Linked DNA regions of Mus musculus: region 1 is linked to region 2. A link is a contact called in public HiChIP or PLAC-seq data. All regions are on one chromosome and are shown on one strand. The core of a region is the stretch at or near the end of the contact, and the rest is flanking DNA. Distances in the headings are between cores, read along the strand shown. Region 1 overlaps Kdm2b (lysine (K)-specific demethylase 2B). Region 2 holds the start of Camkk2 (calcium/calmodulin-dependent protein kinase kinase 2, beta).

What was found. HiChIP or PLAC-seq counts read pairs in DNA pulled down with a chosen protein or histone mark.
Region 1: an H3K4me3 HiChIP or PLAC-seq map of bone marrow-derived macrophages shows a contact between it and region 2, with 4 times the contacts expected there. The contact joins the enhancer-like site here to the promoter of Camkk2 in region 2. A contact is called at or near these places in 6 of 39 promoter capture datasets (the 3T3-L1 cell line, the C10 cell line, the HPC-7 cell line and 3 more), 2 of 15 datasets of contacts at CTCF or cohesin (the NIH/3T3 cell line and large pre-B cells), 3 of 484 Hi-C or Micro-C datasets (B cells, bone marrow-derived macrophages and pre-hematopoietic stem cells), 7 of 115 datasets of contacts at active chromatin or transcription factors (the 230-238 cell line, bone marrow-derived macrophages, embryonic stem cells and 3 more) and 4 of 9 other capture datasets (adipose tissue, liver, macrophages and 1 more).

The regions. Positions count from the first base shown.
Region 1 is chr5:122,883,462-122,886,207 of GRCm38.p6, forward strand. It overlaps Kdm2b (lysine (K)-specific demethylase 2B), which reads right to left. Exons shown (of 23, transcript NM_001003953.2): 14 at 1. Among named protein-coding and RNA genes, the nearest start is that of Rnf34, 35 kb to the left of the region's middle. Within about 2 kb of position 1,395, at least 27 of the 459 cell types and tissues checked have an H3K27ac peak or open chromatin away from gene starts, as enhancers often do. A contact at or near this core is called in the NIH/3T3 cell line, bone marrow-derived macrophages and trophoblast stem cells, where this site is marked.
Region 2 is chr5:122,777,832-122,780,787 of GRCm38.p6, forward strand. It overlaps Camkk2 (calcium/calmodulin-dependent protein kinase kinase 2, beta), which reads right to left and starts at 1,579. Exons shown (of 17, transcript NM_001199676.1): 1 at 1,421-1,579.

The sequences.
Region 1 (2,746 bases), core at 145-2,644, 110 kb after region 2:
GCTAAGGACCCAAAAACATACATGTCGTCAGGGAGTGAAGACAGTCGGAAAGCTGCCCAGGCGAATTTATTCCCTGTTTATATACTACCAGTGTTAGGTACTCTGCAAGATCTAGGAACACAGCAATGAACAAAACAGATAAAAATCTCTGAGCTTATCTTTTAGAGGAATGAGGCAGACAAAGTAAAGAACATATTCTGTTTATATCAACAAATCTAAAAGTGTCCATAGAGGACTAAAGCTCTTCTTAACATTATCAGAGCACAGTCCACAGCTTCAATTCCCAAGACCTCAAGTGGACTCAGGCCACACCCACCTCCAGAAGGAGCAAGACGTGATTTGCATTCTGCCAGAACAGTACCAAAGCAGTGTGTGTGTGTGTGTGTGTGTGTGTGTGTGTGTGTGTGTGTGTGAAAGTGTTGGGACATCACTGAGGTGCCAGGCCCTATCATCCGGGCAACCAGTCAGTCACTCAGGACCACATGCATACCAAAGAAAAGATCACCAGTTCTACTTCAGGTCTTTGATTATTAACTTCACAAAAACCTCAACCCTTGAGCACACATCCTTCCCACACAGGAAATATGCACACAATATTTCCCCATTCCAGGGACTGTTATCACAGGAAAAATACATGGGACTGTTTTGTGCTCAACTGACCACCAGGTTCTCTACAGAACTTCTCTCTCTCTCTCTACTAGAGACAAGGCTTCACAATGTAGCCCAGAGTATCTAGAAACTCATGACCTGCCTGCTTCAGTCTTTTTACAGAAACTGGTGTGAGCTAACATGTCTAGCTTAGAATATAACTTTTTTTGTTCTTTGTTTTTCGAGTCAGTGTTTCTCTGTGTAGCCCTGGCTGTCCTGGAACTCACTTTGTAGACCAGGCTGGCCTCGAACTCAGAAATCTGCCTGCCTCTGCCTCCCAAGTGCTGGGACTAAAGGTGTGCGCCATCATGCCCGGCAAGAATATAACTTTTTATTTGAAAAAGTAGAAAAACAAAAACCCAGCAGCTGCTGTTGTATTTTCTTGAAGTCTTAAGACCTGATTGTGTCATTTTAAACAAAACAAAAACAAATAAAACAAACAAACAAAAACCAACAATTTGCCAACTGGTACACGTGACAAGACAAAATCCAAGACTAAGAGCTAATGAAACTTTCCTTCACCTTGTACTCCTTCCATGGCAGGAACAGGCTTTCTTATCAGAGTGCTAACAATGCTATCGAACGTGATTTATGTGCATGTGCTTAGAGCGCACTGCAGTCTACAGTGACACCAGTGTGTAACGTTACAAACATAACTGCAGGAGCAAGGCCAAGACTAACAACGTTTAATGCCACAATATGAAAAGCTGATAGTTACAATTTCAGAATCTTGCAACTAACTTTAAGCTGCTGCCCTAGGGCAGTGGTGACTCACACTTTAATCCCAGCACCCAGCAGGCAAGAGGCAAGCGGATCTCTGAATTCAAGGCTAGCCTGATCTAGTTCCAGGACTAGGGCTAGAAACACACACACACACAATGACAACAACACAACAACAACAACAAAAACCCCCAACTAACCAAAACACAGTAAGTACATAAAATAAAAAGAAGCTACCACCTGTGGGATTCTGATGACTCCAAAGGACCCAGGCTTACCTACAGAAGCTCTTAGCCTGTTCCCCCTTGCTCAACAATCTGTGGGAGGCTGGATTTTTCCTCAGCTTCCATCCAAATCAACATGTCTAACTGGTGGTATATAGAAGCAGACATAAAAACGCAAGTCCTACTGAGCCAGATACAAGAGAGTTACAGAACCAGGAAATAAGGCCATTCTTCCCCCTTGCTAGTTACTTTTGTTTTTGAAAACAGACTTGGCTCTCATAAAAGCATTTGTGAACATATTTACTTTCAAAATAAACCTAAACCATTTTTTTATTTCTCAACTGTAATCTCAAATACAGCATTAGATAAATAAGACTTTTCTTAAGACCACATTATTTGAAAATTGCTATAAATGATATGCAGTAAGGCCAGGGGCCAAGTTATATTTTTGGCCTTCCTCCAATTAGTGCCTACCACACAGGGGAAGTACCATCAGTTTTAACGAAAGTGCTCCCCAAGGACCACATAATCCGGGATACATCCGTTCCACAGGTAAGTTTAAGAGTCTCTGTGAGGCTGGATATGGTAACAGGCACCTTGGATCCCAGCACTCAGAGGCAGGTGGGTCTCAGTGAGTTCAGGCCAGCCGATGCTCTACAGGGAGACTAAAACAGGGAGTCTCAAAACCAACCCACTCTTTTAAGGAACCTGTCTGTGGAAACTGCTGGTTTGGGACATAGTAGCTCCTAGACCTTGCCACACTGGAAGTGACCCATGACTATCTGCACAGGTAGAAAGGTAGAGGAACCCTGTGTGGTATGCTGTGTTCTCTCTGCAGGCGCCAAGCTAAGCAGCTCCCTTCACAGCCTTGCTAGCAGGAGACTCTGTGTCTCCTTGCTTTCCCTACTGACACATGGCATCCTGAATTGGCTAAACGTGCCCCCTCCCCCCAAAGTATTGCAATCTGTAGCCCAGGCTGATTTGGCAATTGCTGCATTCAGAACAGGCAGGCCTCATGCCCTTTTGTCAATCCTCCTGCCTCAGCCTCTAACCTTTACCCTATGTGACCCATGTGCCCTGCTCCCTTTTCCAGTACTTATGGAGTCTCCCTCCTTTAGGCTCCCTGTCTCCATGTGGCTTCATATGCAAACATA
Region 2 (2,956 bases), core at 329-2,828:
CATCAAGAACTCAATGAATGTTAATGAGGGGGTGGGAGTGTAAGCTCACTAGTTAAAGGTGGGCTTAGCCTGCTGCTGGCACTGGGTTCTATTCCTGGCATAAATGAAAAATGTAATTACGGTTATCCAAGGTAGGGGCTCATCATATGACGGGGTTTTCTTTTGTTTTTGTGTTTTGTTTTGTTTTGTGGTTTTTCGAGACAGGCTTTCTCTGTGTAGCCCTGGCTGTCCTGGAACTCACTTTGTAGACCAGGGTGGCCTCGAACTCAGAAATGCACCTGCCTCTGCCTCCCGAGTGCTGGGATTAAAAGTGTATGCCACCATGGCCCGGCATATGACATTTTTGATGAAGTGTACAGCAGTAGAGTGTACAAGGAGGGGGATCGGGCAAACTGAAGCTGCTTCTGTACACTGATAGCACGATCTATTCTGAAACCGCAGTTTCTGTGGGTTTGGGAACAGCGGCAGCCCCTGCCACTTCCAAAGAACAAAGGAGCTGTGGGGAGGCAGAGCAATCCTCCTCTAGGTCCTGTGGGGGCAGAGTCAGGAGGAGGAGTAAAAGACATCATTAATGCCCCAGGGCACCTGAAGTTTCTACTCCAGGACTGGGGGAACATCACAGAGGAGGTTGAGGAAGGTAAAAGTTGCATCTAGGGTAATGAATGCGGAGCATGACCCACCCACCCCCAGATCAGGAGGCTGTTTGCCCATGGCACCTGAGATGTCCTCCACCCCCTGCTCCATCCCCCTGCAAAGTGCCACCTCTTCATCTCCAAGTGAGAGCAGCCGGGGAGGAGGCTGACAGAGCTGTGAAAACACCCCGTTTCCCAAACTGGGCATTCAGGGGGTGGGGAGAACCCTGGCATAGCCCCGGTGATAGCGGGGCACCACCACCCCAGGGCTGTGCCAGAGGGAGCCGGCAGGCACTCTTTATGCATCGCGCGCTGCAGCCCAGAGGTAAATTTAGGTCAAAAGGATCAAGTCGGCCTGTGAGGTCGGGGTGATCAGAGGGCAGACTCGGGTCCAAGCCCCTAGGACCAGGGTCCTCCCCGTGCCTGGCAGCCTGCGGAGGTGGGACGCTCCCGCGCGCTCAGGTTCCGCACCTGTCAAGCGCCAGGGGTGGCCTAGGCCATCGCTGGGATCCGGGACCGCCCTGGCCGGCGGACCTTGGTGCGGAACTCCTGGCCGGCTCCTGCCGCCGGACCCCAAGCGCCGCCCGGCTCCGGAGGCCAGGGGGAAAGGGGGCGCAGCCCTCCACGTGGCGGGGCGCGGGGCGGCGCACGTGGGGTCCCCTCGGGGCCCGCCTCTGGGCTGTGTCTGCCGGCTCCCGCGCGCGTCCGGGACCCAAAGACCCACGGGGAGGTTGCGTCCCTCCCCCACCCACCCCCGACTCAGCCCGGCCCGCCTCGGGCCAGCTCACCTGGGCTCCGCGCCGCCGCCTCCCGCGCTCTGCGCCCCCGGCTCGGCTTGGCTCGGCTTGGCTCGGCTCGGCTCGGTCCGGTTCGGCTCTCCACGGGAGGAGCCGCCCGGGCTTCGGCTCGCGCGCGGCGCGGCGGCGCCTCGGGCTCCTTGCTGATTGGCCAAGGACCCGGCGTGGAGCGCGCGTGCCCGCCGCAGCCTCGGCCGCGCGCGCCGGGTCCCGCGGAGACTTAAGTAGCGGCGGGGCGGAGGTGGAGGCGGGAGGGGGGGTGGGGGGAAGGAGGCGACAGGAAGCGAGGCCCGACTCGCGCAGGGGCGAACAGGCCGCAAGTTTGGGAGTGGGTCTCGGTTCCTGCGAGATGCTCCACGCCGCTTTGTCCCTGAGCGTGGAGAAGTTCCCCCAAAGGCGACGGGGGAAAACCCAGGAGCCGTCTGGCGGTTCCCTCCCTGGATTTCGGGGCAACGCCCATTATGGGGAAACCCTTCCGCAGCCACCACCCCTCTGACCACTGCTGCAGGCTCGCCCTAAAATGCATCACTCACTCTGAACAGCCCAGCGAAGTTCTAGGTCTCTCCACAAGACTGACCAAACATTCTTCCCCTTTTTGACGGTTTACTTTGCTGGAGCCTTAAAATATTTAGTCTCCCAGTTGGGTAACAACGGAGAAAAAAAAGGGTATTTCAAGGGCTCGCTCACCCGGTGGCCTTGGATGTGGGGGGCCGGTGAACTCAGACTCGGATGTTCACCAGTGGCTGTCTGCATGCATGTTTCTGCCGGCAGCCAAAGGGTTGAGATGTCAAATTCACTAAGAATTCAAAGCTCTTTGTCAACTGGGTCGATTTTCAGCCCTCAATAAATTATTGCCATATTTCTAGGCTGGGCACTCACAAACAGTCCCCAGGACCGGACAAATAAACTCAATGAGCGTTCTAATGAGATGACCACCTCTGATACTGCTAAGCGCTCTTCCATTTATTTGTTAGTAGTAGCAACTGGAGCGAGACGAAGTGGAATAGTACACAATAGTTAAAAGGACTGTTAGATCTATTTGTACCCCCACAGGAAAAGGAAAACAAAAACATGTAGCGTAAGACAGCAAGCTGCAGGAGACAGTATCATGCACAGTTTGCGTGTCTTTTTAAGCCCCACTCTTGACTGACTTCCTGAGGAGACATGAACAAATGCCTATTCACCCAAAATAGGGCGCCGACAACAGATCAAAAACATCCAAGCCCAGCTTGGTGAACCAATGGGTTTATTGGGCTTACTCATCTCCAGCATGGACAGTGACCTGCCAGAAGGAGTGTCTCCTTCGTTTACCCACCCCTTTATATTCTCTAGCATCTCCCGGGGCCAGGTGCTGTTGGAGGTCTGCACAGGAGGAGAGGCGGGAGCAACTGTAATCTCAGGTGAGGGTCTAATGACTCTCCCCATTTCTTCCCTAGAGGGTGGATAATAGCCTCTCTCCAGTAAGGGACGGGTGCAGAGGCAAGCACAGATGCTCTGATTTCAAGAGGGACATGTTCTATGACCTCC